Regions from separate parts of the Mus musculus genome. Here region 1 is linked to region 2. The links are chromatin contacts, called in public HiChIP or PLAC-seq maps. All regions are on one chromosome and are shown on one strand. The core of a region is the stretch at or near the end of the contact, and the rest is flanking DNA. Distances in the headings are between cores, read along the strand shown.

Region 1 (3,837 bases), core at 1,296-3,795, 480 kb after region 2:
GATCCCTACTCTAGCCAAGACAATAGATGGCTCTTCACAAACTGACAGCAAGTTAGGTCCCCTTGCTGTGGACAAAACCCACACAATTCGTTGAACATGAAGAGGCTGAGCTGGGGCCTACGTAGAACCTTCATTTCCATGTTCTAGTGTCTGAGACATGGGAAGGTATTCCACATACTACCGAAAGAGGAAAGTAAATACCAACTCAATCATAAAGCCTTTGAGCTACAATCTATCCTGCCTGCAGAAAAGCTAGGGCAACAGTGGCACAGACATTGTGAGAGTAACCAACCAATCTCTGATTTGACATAAGGCCCATTCCATTATATGGAACCTGTACCTCAATCTACTTGGGTGGCCAAGAAGCAGAGTCTAGACAGCTCAGAGACCTTGGGTAAAATCAAATACTACTGCTCTAAAAGAGAGTAATAGTAAAATGACTCCTAACGACATTCTGCTATACTCATAGGTCAGTGCCTTGCTCAGCCATCATCAGAGAGACTTTTTCCTACAGTAGATGAAAACAAATAGAGACCCACAGCCAGTAGTAGTACACTGTAGTGTACAGTGTAGTACACTGCCCAGTGGCGACACACTGTGATAGTGGCATGTGTCAGAGTAAAACTGTCACATCTCAGACAAAAGGAGGGACAGGGATGCAAATGGGGCAGGAGGAGAGTGGTAAAGAAGGGAGGGAGGGAGAGAGAGAGAGAGAGATTGAAACTCAGCTTTAAACAAAATGTCTCCATCAAACCCCTCTCCTCAGAGCTCAGGTAATCTTGCTGAAGAGGAGGCAGAAAGAAATGTAAGAGCTGGGCTGGAGAGATGGTTCAGTGGTTAAGAGCACTGACTGCTCTTCCAGATGTCCTGAGTTCAATTCCCAGCAACCACATGGTGGCTCACAACCATCTGTAATGGGATCTGATGCCTTCTTCTGGTGTGTCTGAAGACAGCTGCAGTGTCTATGTGCCCAGAGGGAATGGAAGACACCAGGAGAACAAAGTTCTCTAAAACAAATGAGCCAACTCCCTATGAACTCACAAACACTGAAGCAGCAATCACAGGGCCTACAGAGGTCTCTACCAGGCCCTCTGGTTATACATTATAGCTTTTGGTTTAGTGTTTTTATGAGACTCCTGAATGTATGAACAAGCATGTCTCTGGGGTTCTTTTATTTTTCTGTTGGCTTGACTTGTCCAGCTTCGATATGATAGGCTTTTTTTTTTCTCTTAGTATATTTTATTTTGACACTTTTGTTGTTATTTCCTAGAAGCCTGTTCTCTAATGAGAGCCCCCCTCCCCTCCCCGCCCCCCGTTAACTCTGCCATATCCACCCCATGTCCCGCCTCACCCAATTCTCACTCACTCATTTCCTAGCAGACAACTCCAGAGGTCATAGTGGGAGTTTAACAATATATAACAAGATGAACTTCTTTGTAACTTCTTAATATCTCATTGCTTTTCCTTGCCCATGGAAGTGGGATGGTTCTTTTACATCTGTGGAGCAGGTCCCCCGCCTCCTTCCTTTCCAAAATGCCACCATTCATCGCTAAAACCGAACGCACCCATTTCATCAAGCACCAGTCAGTTTAGCCAAGAAGCCGCTCGTGGGTTTGAGCACATGTGAGCACGTGTGCATGAGGGGACAGGGTGAACTGGCTATCATTGCTACCTTGGGATTAAAAATTTCAAGAAAGCAATTACTGTACTGCAAAAAAAAATAATAATGATTACATTTTGGCTTATACCTGGAAACACTACATATATATATATATATATATATATATATATATATATATATATATATATATATATGGAGTTTAGTTGCTCTGTGTAAAAGTTCCTGGCATGTTATTTGCTCTTTTATTTTTTTTTCATATTAGACAGTAAATATGTGAACATACATAATACTCTCATTAAGGGATCTTTTTAGTCAGGTTTATGTCACCAAGTAGAAGTGCCTTTGGCCAACCAAAGATGCACTTTGTTTTTTCAAGATTCTGACAGCCAACACTTCCAAAACAAGACCCAAATTCATTCTTGCACAGAGTACGCGACTTTTGAAAATAGATGACAGAGAAATCAGGTAACACTTTGAGGGGGAACAAGGTATCCGTATCTTATAATCGAGGTGTAGGGAAAGTGTGATATGCTGTTAGAAAATTAGTCATGTTCTTGTGAAACTCAGGATGGTTCTTCTTTCTGTCACCCCCTAGACATGTGCTGGTAACCTCAGGATGTGCAAAGAATATAACTCAGCAGTTGTACATTCCCTGGGGTAAAACATCGATACAACCCAAACATAGCAGTAATAGTAAGAAAGGGCACAGATGTCATCAAACTCAGCATTGTATCAACCAATGAAGAGCGGTGGACCTCTAAGGCTATATTGAAACTGGGAAACCCTTGGAGCTTCACGACATTTATATCGCAGTACAATAAGTCATGCGAATCTGTGACCGTGCTTATGTGAACTAAACCACCAATGTGGCAGTTATGTAAATGCACACCGACACCGTAAAAGCTGTATACATGCGCAACACTTGATGATGATGTCCATCATTTCGGAGAAGTCACGACAGGAACTCACACAGCTAGCCACATCAAAGCCACAGTCGAAGACAGACTGAATCTCATCTGCACGCGCTACCTGCTTTCTTGTGCTCAGATCGCTCTTTCCCCCACTGATCAGTTCAGGGCTAAGCCTATGAAATGGTCCCACCTGTGTTCAGGGTAGACCTTCCCACCTCTGTTAATAATCAAAAACGCATCCCCCACAGACATAGCCACAGGCCAAGCTGGTCTAGATAATTCCCCATTAAGACTCTCTTCCCAGGTGATCCTAGGTTCAAGCAGATAGTTAAAACTGACCAGCACAATTTATCTTAGTGGGGGGGGGGGACTTACTGTAAACACGATGTGTGACTCGCCATTGAATCCTTTGATCCTGTGTTTAGGTTTACAGTGTGTGTTGATAGCATCGTTCTCTGGTGCTTGATTTAACCTCATGCTCTGTTCATCGTGGACCCTAAATATAAAAATCTGCTGCTAATGTTACCAGCAAGAGGTCACATGGAGTAATTGACCTGGAAATGAAATTTAAAGTGATTAAGGGCTACGGAGGTGGAAAATCGATGATGGTTATTGCTCTCCAATCAAGCATGCCCCAGTTTGCAGCTATGGTCTTGAAAAATGTGTACAAGGCGATCGAAGCTGTTTAAGGATCTGATTTGTGGAAGGCAATGGAAACTGGAAGCTGAGGGTGGTAATCCTAGCACTTGGGAGATAGAGACAAGAGGATCAGAAGTAGAGAGTCATCCTTGGGGAGTTCAAGGCCAGCCTGTACTCTCTGAACCCCTATTTCCCAAACTGGAAAACTACTCAGATGAGGTGCTGTAAGATTTGGAGGAGCCCCCAATGGCCTGGATGGAAGACCAGACAGAGCTACATTGTATCTCAGCGGCAAGACAATCGGGACCCCTTTCTGCCTTGAAACTGGACCCACCCACAATGTCGAGGTTCCAGGTGGTTTGAGCTAGTCAAGGAATGTTATTTTGTTGCTCAGTGTCAGAATGAACAGTGGGCCTCCCAGGGCTGGTGGCTCTTGGATACTCTGGGGAAGCTGATTGGGGGTAGGGGGTGGAGCTACTTGCGGAACATGATCTTTCATATGGACGATACCTCTCTGTTCTGAAAATGGAGACCTGAGAGCAGCCCCATTCACAGGGAGGTAGAGTTGGTGGCCACTTCAAGGCTTTAAGGCAAGGTGAGAGACTTCTTTAAAAGTAGTGTTGTTACAGGGCTGTAAATCAGGGCTCTTTGTGACCTGGCATGGTG
Region 2 (3,755 bases), core at 615-3,114:
GCCATCCATAAAACTGATTTCAAATTTCTCTGGCTCATCACAAGCCTTCATTGTTCTCTCACCTAAACAAATAAGTCAGCATTATTCGTTGATGGCTGGCATACATTATGCGAACACAATTCTCTTTTATCAATTTTGTTATGTTGAAGTGACATGGAAGATTGTGCTTCTAAGAGGAGCTGATACTAAAAATATTTGCAAGCCATGAGGCAAGGCAAGAGATGAAGTTTGTAACCTGTTGGTGATTACTGTGACAGTTATGTAATGTGGAAACACAGGGAGTAAATGAGAAAAGAGACTGGACGTGGCCACTCACACCTGTCATTCTAACACTTGGGAGCTGAGGCAGAAGGATGGCTGTGAGTTCAGAGACAACTTGGGTGAAATAGGAGGTGCCAAGCCAGCCTGGGCTATAGGGTCAGATCCTGTTTTAGAAAGAGAAAGAAAAGGAAGGAAGGGAGGGACAGAGGAAAGAAGGAAGGAAGGAAGGAAGGAAGAAAGGAAGGAAGGAAGGAAGGAAGGAAGGAAAGAAGAAGGAAGGAAGGAAGGAAGGAAGGAAGGAAGGAAGGAAGGAAAGAAGAAGGAAGGAAAGAAGAAGGAAGGAAGGAAGGAAGGAAGGAAGGAAGGAAGGAAGGAAGGAAGGAAGGAAAGAAGCTTATCAGTCAACCAATTTTTTCCTTCAGAACTGTCTGCCACAGAGCACCCAGTTTTGGATGTAGACTATACCTTATGACTCAATTGGTTTCCTTCTCCCTTTTCCATATGTTTGGGATCAAGTAGGCAAAAGCTGGTCCCAACACGGAGACAACAGGTTGTACTGGAACCTTAGGAACAGTTTTATTATCCTGTAACAATGACCCCCTACTTCCTTGGCATCTACTGTTCTACCTCGGATGGAGAAAGTTCCCTAGCACAGAGGATAGGGGTCTATAACTCAGAGAGACAGGTGCCCTCTCAATATGTTTCCCAGTAAGCATGTCACTTCTGTTCCAGCCAACACATCTGCTGCAAATGGAGGTGGGGAAAGTTTGTCATGATTTCTTCATAGTCCATTGAGAATCCAAATATATAAAACTCACTTGGCACCCCATAACAGCTACTCGATAAATGGCTCGTTCTTTGGATAGCATGCAGACATGCTGCCCAGGCTGTTCCACCACCTTGGGGATGGGACTTTGGGCTGATGATCCCCGAGTACCACAAGAAGCCCAGGCTATCTTTTTTGAGCCACTATGTCAAAGTTTCTTTGAGAGAGGATAAAGGGATCATAAATGGTGAAAGGGCTGCAGGAAACCCAGACTCTTCCCAGACCCGACCTGGAAAAGCTAAGTGGTGCCTGAATTGCTTGCAGACCCCTCTTGAAGATTCCTCTTGTTTAAATCACAGTCAATCTTTCCCCAGCATTGAATGGGTTGGGGGGGGGCTCCTTGTTTTTACATGGCCAAGGGAGCACTTACCACACTTCAGCTGTACAAATTATATAGGATTGAAAATAGTATAGCTGAAAGAAGCATGAGGTTTGTAATTAGAGTTCACACTCCCTCCTTCTCCATCTTCCCCTCTTGCAGGCACACAGGAACAAGCTGATCTGAAATGTGGTTGTTTGAAAGGTCAAAAGGTTGTCACCTCCCCCCTCCTGTAGTCTATCTTTAGCCTCTCTTACTCTGCCTGGGATGCTGAAGATACAAAGATGGGCTTCCTCTACAGAGAGAAAAGATTCTCAGTCAGCCTGGAAGGAGTAGACCTGTGGTCCCAAGCAATTGGGCCGAGATCAGAGGACTGCTAGTTGAAGCTCCACCTGGCATATAGGGTGAGTTCAAGACCAGTTTGAGTACTTAGACACTGCCTCAAAAATTAAAGCAAAGACGGGCTGGTGCTTCCTGTGTTTGTCTATCTGTCTAGAGGCAGCCAGTGGTAGAGCATTCACCTATCATGTATAAGGCCCTGGAATCAATCTCCAGTGTACATGGGGAGGGGCAGAGAAAAATAAAGGAAAAGCAACATTCTGGGTAGCATCATTCCGTTTCTGAAGTCATCCCTGGGACCACTCCCCAAGGAAACCCCCCAGCATCCAGCCACCTCGCGTCCCTTTCCTTTCGTCCTTATCACATGAGCTTGTAACATGGCTAAGAAGCAAGCCAGAAGCTTCCCTAAGCAAGCAACATTCAATTATAGCCACTGAGAGAAATTTTGGACTTGGGTGGGAGAGGAAGAGGCAAGCATCAGAGTTAAGATTCTGAGCCTGCCGAGGGAAGGGTGAGGTTCTCTCCAGGAGCTGCGTGTATTACTGGTATCTAGTAAGTGTCTGGAGTCTTAATAAATACAGCAATTACTATGTGATGTCAAGATTACAAAACAACCCCGATTCTGTACCAACTGTATCTTGTGGGAAAACAAGCCTCTCTTAATCTTGTCGTTAAGAGAAGAATAAATTCAGCAGGCTAGATTGGGGTAGATTCCACGGGCCATGATTATATCTATGTCTCTGATCAGAGCATCAGGGATATCTGGCAATGCAGTGCTTGGGGAGCATATACAAAGCCCTGGCTTCTATTTCCAGCATTACAGGAGACAAACAGTAAGTAAATGATAGTCTATAGATATATAGTATCTATCTGAACAGGAAATCAAATGACAGGGTATCAAAGGAGAAACACTGCTGACCCTCCTGCTATCCCCACTAGCATAAAATTTAAAAACGACTACATTTATATTTATTTATTCTCTCTGTGTGTATGCTTATGTGTGCACATGCACACATGGCAAAACGTGTGTGTAAAAGCCCTGTGACAACCTGTGGTAGTCGGTTCTCTCTTTCGACCATGTGGGTTCTGGAATTGAACTCAGGTCATCTATCTCAGTAGCTATCTTTACCCACAGAGACATCGCAGTTGGCCCTGGTACAAGAGTTTTAAAAACATCGGTTCCTGTTAAAAGGTTGCTGTCAAGGAGATGGCTCAGTGGCTAAGAGAGCTTACTACACAAGCAGGAGGACCTGAGTTTAAAACCCATGAAAAACCCAGGCACAGGAGGCTGGAGGGATGGCTCAGCAGTTAAGAGCACTGGTTACTCTTCCAGAGGTCCTGAGTTCAATTTCCTGCAACCATATGGTGGCTCACAACCGTCCGTAATGGGATCTGATGCCCTCTTCTATCATACAGGCACACATGAAAATCATCTGTATAAACAAGTAAATCTTTAAAAAAGAAAACCAGTCGAGTATGTGTGCAACTCTAGGGCTGTAATAGGGATGGGTGGAGGCAGAATCCACCAAGAAAAACAAAACAAAACAAAACAAAACAAAAAAAACATCACTGGGTACAGCAAAAAGATGGTGGGCTTCAAGATCAGGAAGGATTAATAGGCTGATCGTAAGGGAGTTTCTAGTAGTTAAACTCCTCTGTATGAGATAGCAATGAGAAAGACATGTCTTTGGACATTGTCAAAGTAGAGAGTATAAAATAAGCAAACTCAGAGGTAAGCTGTGGCTTTTGGTTGCTAACCGTAGATCAGTATCAATCCACCCATTACAACAAGCATACACTCTAGGGTATTAATAAGAAGAGGTGCTTCATGTTCTGGGAGAGGGAAGTCAGGACTGTGGAAACTCTTGGTACTTTCCAATCAACTTTCCTATAAGTCTGAAATCATCCTAAAAAAATTAAGGCTTATTAATTAAAAAAAAGAACAAACAACTTGCACTGTTAGCTGTTTTGAGGTTTTTTTTCTTTTTTTCTCCCAGCTACAAGACAAAG

The links. HiChIP or PLAC-seq counts read pairs in DNA pulled down with a chosen protein or histone mark.
Region 1: an H3K4me3 HiChIP or PLAC-seq map of embryonic basal ganglia shows a contact between it and region 2, with 5 times the contacts expected there. The contact joins two enhancer-like sites. A contact is called at or near these places in 2 of 15 datasets of contacts at CTCF or cohesin (CD8 T cells and pro-B cells), 30 of 484 Hi-C or Micro-C datasets (CD4 T cells, CD8 T cells, DN3 thymocytes and 22 more), 5 of 115 datasets of contacts at active chromatin or transcription factors (CD8 T cells, bone marrow-derived dendritic cells, embryonic basal ganglia and 2 more) and 1 of 9 other capture datasets (embryonic stem cells).

Annotation. Positions count from the first base shown.
Region 1 is chr13:46,157,011-46,160,847 of GRCm38.p6, forward strand. No RefSeq gene overlaps it. Among named protein-coding and RNA genes, the nearest start is that of Gm45949, 98 kb to the left of the region's middle. Within about 2 kb of position 2,546, at least 8 of the 459 cell types and tissues checked have an H3K27ac peak or open chromatin away from gene starts, as enhancers often do.
Region 2 is chr13:45,674,782-45,678,536 of GRCm38.p6, forward strand. All of the region lies in intron 6 of Atxn1 (ataxin 1), which reads right to left. Among named protein-coding and RNA genes, the nearest start is that of Gm34582, 150 kb to the left of the region's middle. Within about 2 kb of position 1,865, at least 6 of the 459 cell types and tissues checked have an H3K27ac peak or open chromatin away from gene starts, as enhancers often do.